4 separate regions of the Sus scrofa genome follow, and all the other regions are linked to region 4. Evidence: chromatin contacts called from public HiChIP or PLAC-seq data. All regions are on one chromosome and are shown on one strand. The core of a region is the stretch at or near the end of the contact, and the rest is flanking DNA. Distances in the headings are between cores, read along the strand shown.

Region 1 (3,696 bases), core at 562-3,061, 450 kb before region 4:
CAACTTCCTACCCAAAGTTGGAATCTTCGGTACACACGTATCAGGCAGTTTTGCTTAAATATATGGCAGCTATTTTTATTACGTCCAAAAGAAAAGGTCTGGGGCTCATGGGAGAGAATGGAGATTGGGGTCCACCAGGGCCAAAGTGCCAAGCTAAAGGAAGACAGATTGTTCAGCTCACTTATTTTTATTAAGCACCATTATAAAGAAAGCACTGCACAACAAACAGATGACCAGCAGTCCCTGCTTTTAAGAAGTTTAAAATCTGGATGGGATCTACAAGGAAGAGATCCTAGCAAAAATAAATGGCAAGCCCCCAAATCCACAAACCACCGGTCAGCGAATCTGCACCCCTCCTGTTGAAGCAGTTTCAGCCTCCGGCTGAAGGATGAAAATTAGAAGGATACTAATTTGGGAATGAGACTCCTCTTCTTGGAGGGTGTGGTCTTGGGAAACGCTTTGAAGTGGTAGACGCTAGACTGCCCCAAACTCGCGCTAGAACAGCTCTCAGGAACCGCAGTGCCCAAACCACCCTAGAGCTACATGTTTATCCTGTAACTACCAAGTGCACGGCTCAGGGCGGGTGAGGCTCCAAGGCCCGCCCAAGAGTTCAGCAACTCTCTTCAATTGGGCGAGCCATTTCCTTGCCTTCCGCGGGGCCGCTTCAACCATCAATCACTCTGCTAGTTCCACTACCAGGCCTTTGCTCCGCCCTCTTTCGGTGACGTAACACCTGGAGCTCTTTCGCGGCCCAGCCCTCAGGCGCCCCACCAGTCGCTTCAGTTCCTCATTGGTCAATAGAGAGCGGAGGGACGGGAAGGGGCGTACTATTTTCTCTCTAAACTCCCACCTCTAGTTTTCCAGTCTTCTCATAGGCTGCCAGGAGAGCAATTAGAGCCCGGCCCTGTCGCGCAGGCGTGCAAAGGTGCTCACCAGTGGAGGGGCACCTCCCCTCAATCCTTAGAGAATTAGTTACACAGTTGTGACGTAAGTGGGCCCCCCTCCCCCGCTCACCGCCTTCACTTACTATTGGCTGTGGCCGAAGTCCGTCACACAACCACGCCCCATTCCCCTGCCTTACCTCCCAGCTTGATAGACCTGCAGGAGGCCACGCCTCACCCTATTGCGGCCGCTTAGCCCCGCGATTGGCTGAAAGACATGGTATGCTTTCCCACCCCCTACTCCTTCCCGAGCAACCGAGAGGCTGGCGGGACCCCGCGGAAGTTGTCAGTCAATTTCCTCCGTCCCAACCCCGCGAGGCCCCACCCCCGGGCCGCGCGCCCTGGCGCGCGCGCACACGCACACACACTCCCCCCTTGCTTCTCCCCAGCACCTTCTCAAGTTGTAGCGGTCGCTCGCTGGGGGTTCTCTGTGGGCGGCGGAAGGGCGCGTGGGGGAGGGGGCTCGGACCGCCCGGGACTTGGAGGAGAGAGTGTGTGTGTGCCCCCGGGGCCGGGGCAGCGGGTCGCCGCCCTGGGAGATGAGGGCTCGGCGCTGACAGGGAAGAGCGGGCACCGCGGCGGTGGCGGCGGCGGCTCGGAGGGGACCCGCGATGGCAGCGCCTCGGGAGGAGGCTCCAGGCAGGGCGGGCTGCGCTGGCAGCGGCCGCTGAGGTGCTGGCGGACCGGCCGGCTGGGGACCCGGGCTGCAGGGACGAGAGGCGCGTTCGGCGTCCGCACCCCGCGTCCTCGCCTCAGTTGTCTAAACTTCGGGCTCCAGTCCACCCGCCCTCCGCTCCCGGAGTCAACAACTTCTTCACCCCCCTCCACCCCCGCCCCCGCCCTCCGTCAGCCCCGGGAGCTCGCCGCGCGGCGGGGACCAGGACTCGCCGGCCCTGAGATGTGGCCGTGAGGCGTCGGCGGGCGGCGAGGAGAAGCTCGGCGGCGCCCGGGAGCGGGAGGGCGGTGCGGCCGGAGGAACGGGGCGGAGGGGCGCGAGCGCTCGGCGCCTCTCCCCCGCCTCCTCCTCCTGCCGCTGCCCGTTCCGTGCAAGCAGCAGCCGGAGCTGCCAAGCGCCAGGGCCGCGGAGATGTCGTCGTCGTCGCCGCCGCCGGCGGCGGCTGCCAGCGCCGCCATCTCGGCCTCGGAGAAAGTGGACGGCTTCACCCGGAAATCGGTGCGCAAGGCGCAGAGGCAGAAGCGCTCTCAGGGCTCGTCGCAGTTCCGCAGCCAGGGCAGCCAGCCGGAGCTGCACCCCTTGCCCCAGCTCAAAGGTAACCTTCGAGGGCGCCGCCCGGGAGGGAGCGCGGGGGCCGCAGAGCCACTGCCTCCTGCGGGCTCCGTCTGCCCCGCTGGGGCTCGCGGTGTGCGAGTCGCGCCCCCCACGCAGCCTTGGCGTCCCCCCGCCTTTTGATTCAAACAGGTTTGCGAGCTGCTTTTCTCATCCCTCCTGGCTTCACCTAAGCCTCAGCTTCTTGGAGGAGGTCGACATCCCTCCTCACCTGCGCGCTCGCTCACCTGCCCTGGCGATTGGAACTCTCCTCCCTCGGGCGTCCCTCGGGGTCGAGTTCGTGTGTCCTCCTTCCCCATCTTGCTTGAACTACCTGTCTTATCTTCCGACCTTCACTTTCCCGAGACCTGCCTTCTCTTTCAGCCACTCTAAACTAGCCCTTTACTTTTCCAGTTTTAAAGCGACCGTACTCACCCTCTCCCTAACTTCCCTTCCTGTGGATCCTTCCCAAGAGTTACAGACCCGGAATCCTAATGCAAACACCAGTGAAGAGTTATCTGGCCTTTAGATTTATTTCTGCAGAAAAAGCCTAAAAATCTAACCAGGGTGGTGTCTTATTTACGGGGTCATTAGATTTAAATGTCACCCTTTAGCCCAAATAATGGGAAGCCTTAAAATACTGTCTGAGAAGATAGACACGGTAAATTTGGAGGAGTTCTGAAGAGTAGATAGTGTTGCCTTGCAATGGAGTGGGAACTTAGTTCGCCAAGCTGATTCCAGGGACTTGGTACGTTTGTACAGTCATTCAAATTGGTATCCGTGCCTAATGCCTTGCAGGAGAGCTTGGCACTCCTTTTGGCTCACTTACTTTTCCCACTAGGTTTAGAGGATTAAAAAAAAAAAAAAGAAATTGGTTTCTGGTGTTCTAATTCTTATTCTTTGTGGATTACTGCTTTTTACTTTTATGATTTTACCAACTTTGCTTTTTATGAGATAACATCATCATGGAACAAGATAATAGTCCTAAACATTAGGGTTTTTTCCCTGACAAAAAACCCCCAATCATCTGTTTTGCGGAGTTCCCATCGTGGCTCAGCGGAAACGAATCTGACTGGTATCCTTGAGGACGCCGGTTCAATCCCTGGCCGAGCTCAGTGGGTTAAGGATCTGGCGTTGTGGTGAGCAGTGGTGTAGGTCGCAGACGCTGCTCCGATCCCAGGTTGCTGAGGCTGTGGTGTAGGCTGGCAGCTACAGCTCCAATTAGACCCCTAGCCTGGAAACCTCCATATGCATTGGTGGGGCCCCTAAAAGACCCCTCCCCTCAATCATCTGTATTTTAAAGCCAAGAAATAAAAGATTCATACTGAAATAGAAAATGTTCAGCAAATTTTTCGATCAGTTTGAAAAAGCTCCAGCAAATCCTTCAAGGCCAGTCTGGTTCTGATTTGTCTTTAGGCCTATGAATCCAGCCTTAGTTTGACTAGGAGTCTAAAGAAAACCCCAGATCAAATCACAGTTGCCCTGCCA
Region 2 (3,290 bases), core at 468-2,967, 340 kb before region 4:
TTTGACTCTTCTCTGTCTCTCAGAAGCCCCGTCTCATTCAGCAAATCCTGTCGGCCACACCTTCCAAACACATCATCATCCACCCACTTCTCACCACCTCCCTTGTTAGTGCCCTGGTGCAAACCACCAGCCTCTCTTGCCTGGATTACTGCAGTAGCTCCCGCTTCAGTCTCTTCTCAACACAACAGCCAGAGTCATTCTGTGAGTCAAAATAACATTTTAACCCACTCTTCACAAAAGCCAAAGTCATTCAAAAATAGGCTGTGAGGCCCCAGAAGATCTGCCTTCTCACCTCCACCCCCTTACCTACCCCTCTCCCCTCCTTGCTGTTCCTCCAGAAAGCAGGGCACTCCTTCCTCAGCATTTAAAAAGTTTTCCCTTCGCAGGGATGGTCCTCCCCCAGGCTACCTCCCTCACCTCCTGTAGATGTTTATACAAATACTGCCTTCTTCCTGGGGCCTTCCCAAGTCAGCCTATTTAAAATTGCAGACCCCTAGTATGGGAACCTCCATATGCCACGAGTGTGGCCCTAAAAAGACGAAAGACAACAACAACAAAAAGCAGCAGTTGAATATGACTAGGAACCATGAGGTTGTGGGTTCGATCCCTGGCCTTGCTCAGTGGGTTAAGGATCCGGCGTTGCTACGGCTGTGGCGTAGGCCAGAGGCTACAACTCCGATTAGACCCCTAGCCTGGGAACCTCCATACGCCTCCGGAGCGACCCTAGCAAAGGCAAAAAGACAAAAAAAAAAAAAAAAAAAAAAAAAAAAGGATTTATGGAGTTCCCATCGTGGCTCAGTGGTTAATGAATGTGACTAGTATCCGTGAGGATGCAGGTTCAATCCTTGGCCTCGCTCAGTGGGTTAAGGATCCCATGTTGCCAGGAGCTGTGGTGCAGGTCGCAGATGCAGCTCAGATCCTGCGGTCCTGTGGCTGTGGTGTAGGCCGGCAGCTACAGCTCCAATTCGACCCCTAGCCTGGGAACCTCCACATGCCACAGGTGCGGCCCTAAAAAGCATAAATAAATGATATAAAAAATAAAATTGCAACTCCCAATGCTCCTTATTTCCTTTGTCCGTTTATTTTTTTTTTTCTCCCTAGCATGCATCACCACCTAACACACTACTGATGTATCTTACTTGTCTATTTCGCCCATAGAATGTAAACTCCATTGGGCCTGGATCTCTCTTATTCAGCGATGTGTCTCCAGTGACCCGGTACACGGAAGCGCTCGAAAAGTATTTGCTGAATAAATCAATGAAGAAATCCTTGCACAAACATTAGCAATGATTACTTCCGCGCATATCTTACACGTGCCCTCCACTTTGCAAAATCCTTTGGGACACGAAATTTAAATACAACTGGGAAGGGGGAAAAAAATCAGCCAAAAGTAAAAGTGAATTAATGAAGTGGGGGTTCTAGGTTATAAATATACCTTCCCAGGTGCTGGAATGTCGGGCTGCGCCCGCCCTGGACCTAACCAAGAAACTGCGGGAACACACGCCACTCTCTGGCGCAACTTCAGTCCGAAGTTTGGAGTCGAGGGGCCGGATTTATCCTAACTCGGTCCGCGGCTTCGGTGGCCCGGCGGCACGCCTGCCCCGGCAGCACGCGGAGGGCGCCGAGTCGGGACCGGCTCCCGGCCCCCGGGCCTGCGGGCGCTGGGCGGGCGCGCGGGGCGGGGTTCGGGGCCCGCGGGGCGGGCGCGCACGGGCTCCACCGCCCAGGCCGCTCCAGCCCCGGCTCGGCGCGCGCACCATGGCGGGCCCGGCGTCCCGACGACGGCTGGCCGCGCTCGCCCTGGTCCTGGCGCTGGCCGCGGGGCTCCGCGCAGCCGGGCCCGGGCAGACGCCGCGCCCCGCCGAGCGGGGGCCCCCGGTGCGGCTCTTCACGGAGGAGGAGCTGGCCCGCTACGGCGGGGACGAGGTGAGCCGGGGAGCGCGGGCCCGGCGCAGGCCTGGGCGGAGTCGCGGCGGCGGCAGGCGCCCCCTTCCGGAGCCCCGGCCCGGCGCTGGGCGCGGGGCCTGCCGGGCCCCTCTCCCCAGGCCCAGATCGCCACCCGGGGCCAAGGGGGCGTCCCGAGCAGCCGCGGCGCCCTGCCGCCCCCTCCCGCAAACCACACCCCGCGCCCGGCGCGTCCCTCTCTGCAGGTTCCTTGAGACGCATCTTGGCTGGCGGTCTGTCCACGAACCTCAAAACTTCCCTGTTTTGAGTGTAAGCGTCAGATGGGGGCGGACACCTCTGCCGGCTCCCTGCGGGAGTGGCGGGGGAGCGAGCGAGGGACCGCAAGGCCTGCGTTGGGGGGAACGGGGGCAGCCAGGGGTGATGCAGGCTTTCCCTGCACCGTCTTCCTGCCCCGGATCCTGGGCTTCCAACGCAGTCGACTCCTCAGACTAGTTCATACTGGCTTTTAACGCTGTGCTCTCGGGGCTGAGCGAGAGCTGGGGTGAGGGCAGAGGGGGATTCGAAGCTTGGAGACAAAAACCGCCCTGCCCCCAGGCACATCCACCCCTGTCCGCGGTACCCAGTGCCCGGGATACTCCTCCAGTCAGCTGACCCTTCGGGTCTTTGGGGCCTAGAGTGGTGGCGGTGGAGTGTGAGAACAAGATGCTTGCCATGGGGGCTGGGGGGCTGATATTAGATCAGAGATGGGGTACAGCTTGGTGGGGGAATCAGGGAACTTGATTTTAGAGTTGATAAAAAATCAACTTCCTGTTTTATACTGTGGAAACTGAGGCGGGCCACCGGTTCATGGAAGAACAAGGAAGGAGCCTAATATTGTCTAGTTAAAAACCTCTGGTGTGGGCTCCCTAACCTCCAAGTTCAGCAGCCTTAGATGGACTAGATTCGCAAGGGGGCCTTAGAAACCTGGCCCTTGGGCAGTGGTGCTAGTTTGGGCATCCTGACTGTAAAGAGGTTGGTTAGAAACCTGAGTCATTGAGCTCACAGGAGGGAGGGAGGGATGTGATTAGATGTTAGGGGACCCCACCTTTTGGAGCAGGAGAGAATCAGATGGTAGAGGGGCAGGAAATCTGTGCAGAAAAGAGGTAGCATAGCAGGCCTCCCCTCTTGAGAAGGCCCTCTTGCAAGAGTAGCTCTTGGCTGGTGTCTGGGTTTCCAGGACGTTCGGCACTGCCCTCACAGATGAAGGGGGCTCAGTCTGGCTCTTCGTACAAACTGGGTTTGTGTTGAACACTGCGGGGCACAGAGGGCCTGCACGACCAGCCGCCAGTAAAAACCTTGGGCTCCGAGTCTCTCATGGGCTTTCCTGGGCAGAAACATCACACACC
Region 3 (3,665 bases), core at 923-3,422, 300 kb before region 4:
TTTAACCGTCTTGGCTTATGGTGAAATCCTAGGCAATTTTTCAAATTACCATTCTGGCTTTTGTAAATAGTGATATGAAGAAAGGCCAGCATGGGTTTCAAGGCCAAGTTTGCCATCTCTCCTGTTCCACTCGATCATCCCCAGCGCCGATCCTGTGACTCTTTTGTGACTGGAGTACCCGCCAGGCCCCCATCCTGGTGTCCACAGCTACCAGTCCCTTTTCCAAAGCATCCTTCTCTCCCTTCTCCACTAAGCGGCTCCAACTTCCCCTCCAACGAGCCTGTTTCCCAAGCAGGAAGCCCAGCTCTGGCTGCCTTGCCTCTAATCCCTGCTGCCCAGCCCTCTCTGGTACAGCCCTGATTTGCCTTGTGAGACTGGGAGCACCCCTGGGGTGAGTGGACACTGTCCACTGGCAGCTGTAACAAAGTACCACAGACACGGTGGCCTAAAGCAACAGAAATGTATTCTCTCACAGTTCTGGAAGCCAGCAGCCCCAAATCCAGGTGTCAGCAGGGCCAGACTCTCCACTGAGGTTCTAGGCGAGGATGCATTCTTTGCCTCCTCGAGCTTCTGTCTGTGGTCGGTGTTCCTCGGCCTGTGGCTGCCTTACTCCGGTCTCTGCCTCTGGATCCTCTGTTCCCTTTGTTTCAAATCCCCCTCTGCCTGCTCTACATAAGGACACTTGTCATGGTACCTACTGGATAATCAGGGTGCTCTCTTCTTTTTAAGATTCTTAATTATACCTACAAAGATGCTTCTCTGAAGTAACGTAACATTCACAGGTCCCAGGGGTTGGGATGTGGGTCCATTTTGGGGGAGGCCACCATTCAACCCTACAGTTCAGGGCCACCCCCCAGAATCAGTGTGGAGCAAAGTGGGGCTCCCCAAACCTGGCTGATCCCCAAAGTCACAAGTGTGTGAGTGACACTTGGAAGAATGCCTCCGCTCAGGCTCCCATGGAGACTGAGATTCGGGAGGTGTGGAACAAGGCCTGGGTATCAGCCCGAGGGAAGAGGTTATGCTGCAATAACAAACAGCCCCTGCCTCTCAGGGGCTTGGCGCCACAGATGTTTCTTCCTAGTTGACTCCAGTGGTCACCTAGACTTGGCTTTGGACTCTCCCCTGAGTTGTCCTTATTCCAGGACCCAGATGGAGTGGCCACCATCTGGAGAGCTGCTGGCTTCTGTGACAGTGGGAGGAAACGTGGTGAAAGATGAACTGGATTTTAAGGCCATTTCCACCCAGAAGTGACACTCACCCCTTCTGCCCACATTTCTCTGGCCATTGCACACACCGTGGTGGGACCATGATCCTGTGTGGCTTTTATCTGGAAGAAGTGGTGCCTGTGTCCCTATTTTTCTTTTTTCCTGTATTTTTTTTAGGGCCACACCTGTGGCATATGGAGGTTCCCAGGCTAGGGGTCGATTGGAGCTACAGCTGCCAGCCTGCACCACAGCCACAGCAACGCCAGATCCTTAACCCACTGAGCGAGGCCAGGGATCGAACCCGCAACCTCATGGTTACTAGTCGGGTTCGTTAACCACTGAGCCACGATGGGAACTCCTGTGTCCCTATTTTCCCAAAAGCACTGCTGGTTTGGGAAGCATGGAACCTGAGAGCTGCAGAGGGACATCCAGTGACATCCTTTAGCACCAGCTCTAACTGCCCTCCTCTCCCCCAAGGGTCAAAGCCCCAAGAGTCAAAGCCCCAAGGCGGAGCATCCCCTGGGCCGAGCCTGGGTGACAGTGGGCCTAGGGCGTTGTTTGACCATCCCCCCAGGACCACATGCTGGACCAGCCCCCTGGGAAGGGCCCACCCCGGTGCTCCCTCTCCAGAGCCAGCTTCTCCTAGAGGGCATTCAGGAGTTCACGTGATGCTCCAAGGGGCCCCTTCACTGCTTATTCTGGGGGCGCTCAAGAGAGAGCGGGGCGGCATTCCCCTATGATCTCCGCTTGGTCCCACAGAGGCCACCAGGATCCACCCTGCAGAACCAGGACGACTGGTTTGGATGTGGTGGCCCTGTGTTCACCCCAGAAGGAGTGGGCTGGGAGCAAGAAGAGGGAAGCAGAACCGCCATGGTTCCGTCATGTGCCTTCATGGAACAGTCTCTCAGGGAAAGTCTCTCAGGAAAAGATTCTGGTGAAAACAAGGTGTGAAGAAATCTATGTTTGACTTGAAATGGTTGCGCAAGCTGGCAAAGCTTTGTCATAAGGGTTGGCTGCCTATCGAGTTATTTTGACACTTAACACACTGACGCTTTGGGAACCTGAGCCCATTTTTAGCAGCCGCCTTTCCTCACAGCCTGGGGCCCACACAGACACCTGGGCTCCAGGCAGAGGTGCTCAGAAGGAGGCCTCGCGCCTGCTCAGAGGGAGAGCAGCTCCAGAGATGGGACAAGGACAGCGGCGTGGACGCGTCACAAAGTGTCCTAAAACAGTGGTTCACAAACCAGACTGTAGAGCCCCAGGGTGTCCTTGGGGTCCCACGTGTGCAGGGTCCCACGTGTTACCATCAGGACACCCAGTTAAATTTAAACATCAAACAGCCAGTGAGTTTTTTTTAGGGTAAGTATGGCCCATGCAGTATTTGGGATATACTTATCCTTTTGAAAGTATTTATTGTTCCGAAATTCCATCTTCACTGTATATCTGGCATTTTTATTTGCTAAACCTGGCAAACTTGGGTGTCCTCCTGCTTTGCTTTTATTTAGTTTGGGGCTTATGTTCGATTTTTTTTTTTTTTTTTGGAGTCAGGGTTTTCACTCCCCAAACATCAAAGTTTGGAAAGCCATGGCTAGCTCCTCATTGTTTTTTTCCACGTTGAAAAATTTAGCTGTAACGAATGTTAAATGCATTCCTCCAGCCCTAGACAGATGTCATGGTGCGTGCTGACAGCCCAGGCACGGGCACGGAAATCTGGGCCAGCACGAGATGAACAAGACAGAGCTGCTGCCTCTCAAGTTGTCGAGAGATGGTCGCCCCTGCCCAAGTGTGGCGGGAAGTGCAAGGCGCTGAGAAGGGAGTGAGGCCCACGTGGATCAAGGCAGAGCCAGGAAGCATTAAGAGAAGCCAGGCAGGGCTGCCAAGCAGGCACGGCCTCTGGCGCTGGTTCCCACCTGCCATGTTCCAAGCCGGCGGGCACACCGCTGGGAAGACCTGATTCTCTCGGGCTTCGCTTTTCTTTCCCTCTGACTTACGGTTTATTGATGCCCTGGGTAAGACTGATGAAGCAGTCAGGGAGCCGCTTCCTGTTCAGTTGACTTAAGAGGGATGACATGGGCGAGCCATTTCCTTGGGGCGTTTTGGGGATCTAACACCCAGATCTGGGCCAAGGTTCCACGGGTACGGGCAGGAACCACCTTTCCCTGTGTCCGTGAGACTCTGGCCCGGCCCTGACCAGTACCAGGAATGTGGCAGAGAGACACGAGGGAACTCTGCAGGAGGAGCGTTCAAAGGGCAACATGCCGTCCACCCTGTTACCAGGTAAACACCTCCGCCTCCGGGTGGATGCGAGAGCCCGAGGCCCCAGGTCTGCGGAGGCAGAGTTGTTTCCACTGCCTGAGGAGGCAGCGGGGGCAAAAAGAGGGGGCTCTGTTATCAGGAGCATGTTTGTTTGTTTGTTTGAGTCATCAGAGGAAGTGATTTCCCTTCTAGAAGCGTCTGCTG
Region 4 (3,441 bases), core at 442-2,941:
CTATTTTTTCATAATGACAATATATTTTGTACATTAAATATAATTAAAAATAAGCTTAAATCAAATAACTGCTAATTATAAGTACATATTCTACACTTTTAAAACTTTAAAATAAAATCTTTACTTGATATATAGGCTTTGAAGAATTACCCAAGGATATAAATTATCTTTGTAATATTCATTGCACAATTGTATCAATATTATTTAAGAATGTGTTACTATACCATGTGGTTTTAGAGAAATATGTCTACATAATTAAAACCTCCACTTTCATCTGCTCTCGATTAAAATAAAACGCAAGTGAACTCCCTTGGCAGTTTGTCTCCACACTTTTTATCTTCTAATTCACTTTATCATCCATTAAAGGTATAAAAGGTTAAGCCAAGTTCCTCTTTTTCTGAAAGGTAATTAATCATATTTTCTAAGTACCTTAGCACTTCCTAGAAAGGGGTAAATTCTAAGATCATTACACAACAAAACAGTCTTCTCCCAAAAAACTACTAAAAACGTCCTCAGATAAGTCTCTTTTCTTCCCTTACTTGCAAAGAGGGAAAGATACAACAGCCACTGTATACAATACTGGGTTAGAGAATCATAATCCAGGGAGTGTTCCGTCCTTCTTCCACTGAACCTTAATTTTGTTTGCATTATGGTCATTTACACACAAAAAGGTACTACATTATAAGCATTTTAACTTTTTTTTCCTGCATAAAAGTAGACTGTGTGCTTCCTTTCAACAAGCAGCAATCCCCCAATTTGTTGTCTTTCCCCAAAACACTTTTTTCAGGGCTTTGCAGAATATTTGAGAAAGGAAGGAGAAATGTATTATAAGGGCCAGTGTGTGATCTTGGTGAAGTTTATAATCAAGACAGCTTCCTTATCTACTTTAGACTTACAGGGAAATTATTTTCACTCTCTTTTCAAGATGTTCTAAAACAAGCAAAAGGAAAGACCAAAAGCTGGTGATTGACTGACTTTCAGAATTACCCTTCCCTGGAGAATTTCTCAGTCTCTGTCTGCACTCCAATAGCGAAGCAACTAAACACTGCCTGTCTGTTGAGGCCTTAAAATATGGCTAGTCAGGAAGGAGATGAGCTGTTAAGATCCCAGATTTGAAAAGCTTCGTATGAACAAAAGAATGTAAAATATCTTGTTCATTTTTTAACTATTACAAGTTAAAAGTCTATCTTGGATATATTAGGTTAAATAAATATTATTAAAATTAATTTCACCTATTTTTTTCTTTCTTTTAATTTCAAATTACATACGTGGCTCGCCTTGTATTTTTCTGCGGGACAGCACTAGCCCAAGTAACTAACAAGTAACTAACAATACTCAGCGGCCTCTCAGCATCTGTTTCGCTCCCCCGCGTTTCTCCTGGTGCTTCTATCCAAAGGTGGGGCACCGTTAACTCGGCCTGACCGTTTCTGCCTGGGGTGTGGAAAAACGGAGTGATAAGACAAGAGACGGCTAAGAGGCCCGTACCCACTGCGCATCTCGCAGCACGGGCTCGCGAATCTCCTCTGGCAGCGCGTCCCCGAGTTTTTGCACGAAGCTGCCGCACAGTTCTAGCATTTCCATCACCGCCCGCTTCGAGGTGCAGCGCACCCGGAAGTCTTTTCGGGAAGCGGCAGGGACCAACGTCCTCTCGTCGGTCCTGGCCACTCTCTCCACGTCCCGCAGAGGAGAAGGAGCCCTCTCCATGTTTCCAGCTTGAACTATGGGCGGGAACTCTGAGGGCGGAAGTGCGGGTTTCCAGGGAGGAAGGAGCACGCGTCCGGCCGGAAACTCGTTCCGCCCGGGCAGCAGCGTTCCGGCTGAGGCCCCGCGGGCGAGTCGAGGGAGTCCTTGGCTGCGGTGATGGGGTCGGTGGGCGTAGGGCTGGTGGACTGTCACTGTCACCTCTCCGCCCCGGATTTTGACCACGTATGTGAGGGCGAGGTTTGGCCCTTGGGAGCGGGGAGGACCCCGTTCTTTCTCTTCGGGTTATCCCCCAGTCTTTCCAGGCCCCTATCTATGGTCCCATGCGATTTGCTCCTTAACTCTGTATTTAATCTCAGTCACACCGATTTTTCTTTCTTACCCTAAAAAGCCATAATCTCTTCTTGGCACCGATTTGCTGTTTCGGGCCACTGGAGTCCTTCCTACCTACCCAGCCTTTGCCCAGCTGTTTAACCTCTCAGCTCCTGGCCGAGAACCCAGTTTCCACAGGACGCATGCTCGCTGCGATACCCTATGTGCTCCAGTTCTAGTGGCAAAAGGAGCAAACAAAAACCAACACACACACATACGTAATTTCAAAGTGTTTTACCCGCCACTTTGGAAACAAGAGGCTGAGAAACGAGAAAAAGATCAGAGTCGCTTTTAGGGGGAAAGCTTCTCAAGAGGGGACAGTGACGTTGGGGCTGGAAAGACTAAGCGGTGTGTGCATGGTGGTGAGGAAAGCAGGCAGGTTGCAGGTTTCTAGACTGGACAGAATTTGGCGCAGTCAAGCTACTGAAAGACTGGGTGGGGCCTGATGAGCTAGACAGAGAGAAGCGAGCATAAAACAAGACTGAAGAGGTTTGCAGGGGATAGGTGAGGTAGGAGTTCGAATTTCATTAGAAGCGCAATAGGGATCCAGTAAAGGGAGTCGTTTATTGGTTTGTTTTTTAAAGAGAGTAACGAGACCTGATACCGTTTGAAAAACCACTTTGCTGAAAGGTCTCGTGTGTCGCAGCTGGAGGCACAATCCGCGACGGCAGCCTGGGTTCCATCCCTGGCCGGGGAACTTCCATATGCTGGGGGTGCGGCCAAAAAACAAAAACAAAACAAACAAAAAAACTGCTTTTCTGATGTGTGGCAAATAGATAAAGGAGAGCAAGAGTGGAAGGTGGAAGACCAGTTTGGAGGCTTTTGCAGTATTTAGACAAAAGATGATGGTGGTTCCAGGGGAAGTTGAGAAAAGCAGATGAGATGGATTCAAGGTATACTTTAAAGGTAGAATCTTTCCTACGTGCTGAGAGGAATTGGATGTGGAGAGGGAGGGGAAAGGAGAACTTGAGGATACTGAAGAGAGATGGTGGGGCTGTTTACTGAGATGGGGAAAACTGAGGTTTGAAGAAAGAATAGTTTTTTGGGGGGAGGGAAAATAGTTAGATTTAGTACTTGCTGAAGCCTAATATCCATCCCAATGAAGATGTCATAGAGTCATTTTAAACTGAATCTTGGGTTCAGGAGAAAATGATAGACTGGAGATAAAAACTGGGGACTCATTAGCATAATGAGCATTGTAATGAGAGCACTTCTGGTGAGTACAGAGAGAGAAGCATAGAGTCCTGAATTTAGAGGAGAGAGAGCCAGTCAAGGAGACTGAAGAGTAGCAGCCAGCTGGAGAGGAGTAATTCTAGAAGCCAAGAGTGGAAAATATTTCAAGAAGGAAGGAAAGGACAAGAAGGAAGG

What was found. HiChIP or PLAC-seq counts read pairs in DNA pulled down with a chosen protein or histone mark.
Region 1: an H3K27ac HiChIP or PLAC-seq map of alveolar macrophages shows a contact between it and region 4. The contact joins the promoter of PPP2R5A here to the promoter of TATDN3 in region 4. A contact is called at or near these places in 1 of 5 promoter capture datasets (liver), 6 of 47 Hi-C or Micro-C datasets (embryonic fibroblasts, fibroblasts, heart right ventricle and 1 more) and 2 of 2 datasets of contacts at active chromatin or transcription factors (alveolar macrophages and skeletal muscle).
Region 2: an H3K27ac HiChIP or PLAC-seq map of alveolar macrophages shows a contact between it and region 4. The contact joins the promoter of NENF here to the promoter of TATDN3 in region 4. A contact is called at or near these places in 2 of 2 datasets of contacts at active chromatin or transcription factors (alveolar macrophages and skeletal muscle).
Region 3: a contact with region 4 is called in an H3K27ac HiChIP or PLAC-seq map of alveolar macrophages. The contact joins the enhancer-like site here to the promoter of TATDN3 in region 4. A contact is called at or near these places in 17 of 47 Hi-C or Micro-C datasets (alveolar macrophages, brain, embryonic fibroblasts and 11 more) and 2 of 2 datasets of contacts at active chromatin or transcription factors (alveolar macrophages and skeletal muscle).

The regions. Positions count from the first base shown.
Region 1 is chr9:131,073,918-131,077,613 of Sscrofa11.1, reverse strand. PPP2R5A (protein phosphatase 2 regulatory subunit B'alpha) reads left to right here and starts at 1,811. Exons shown (of 13, transcript NM_001100192.1): 1 at 1,811-2,212. The coding sequence starts at 2,029. It overlaps LOC106505045 (a long non-coding RNA gene), which reads right to left and starts at 2,534. Exons shown (of 2, transcript XR_002336046.1): 1 at 2,457-2,534.
Region 2 is chr9:130,957,590-130,960,879 of Sscrofa11.1, reverse strand. It overlaps NENF (neudesin), which reads left to right and starts at 1,717. Exons shown (of 4, transcript XM_021063856.1): 1 at 1,717-1,926. The coding sequence starts at 1,759.
Region 3 is chr9:130,918,603-130,922,267 of Sscrofa11.1, reverse strand. LOC102164427 (a long non-coding RNA gene) reads right to left here. Exons shown (of 3, transcript XR_002336041.1): 3 at 2,716-3,665. Among named protein-coding and RNA genes, the nearest start is that of NENF, 39 kb to the left of the region's middle. Within about 2 kb of position 2,172, at least 5 of the 83 cell types and tissues checked have an H3K27ac peak or open chromatin away from gene starts, as enhancers often do. A contact at or near this core is called in alveolar macrophages, liver, omental adipose tissue and 1 more, where this site is marked.
Region 4 is chr9:130,620,634-130,624,074 of Sscrofa11.1, reverse strand. It overlaps TATDN3 (putative deoxyribonuclease TATDN3), which reads left to right and starts at 1,691. Exons shown (of 13, transcript XR_002336028.1): 1 at 1,691-1,831. It overlaps NSL1 (kinetochore-associated protein NSL1 homolog), which reads right to left. Exons shown (of 8, transcript XM_021063971.1): 2 at 2,312-2,333; 3 at 1,486-1,949.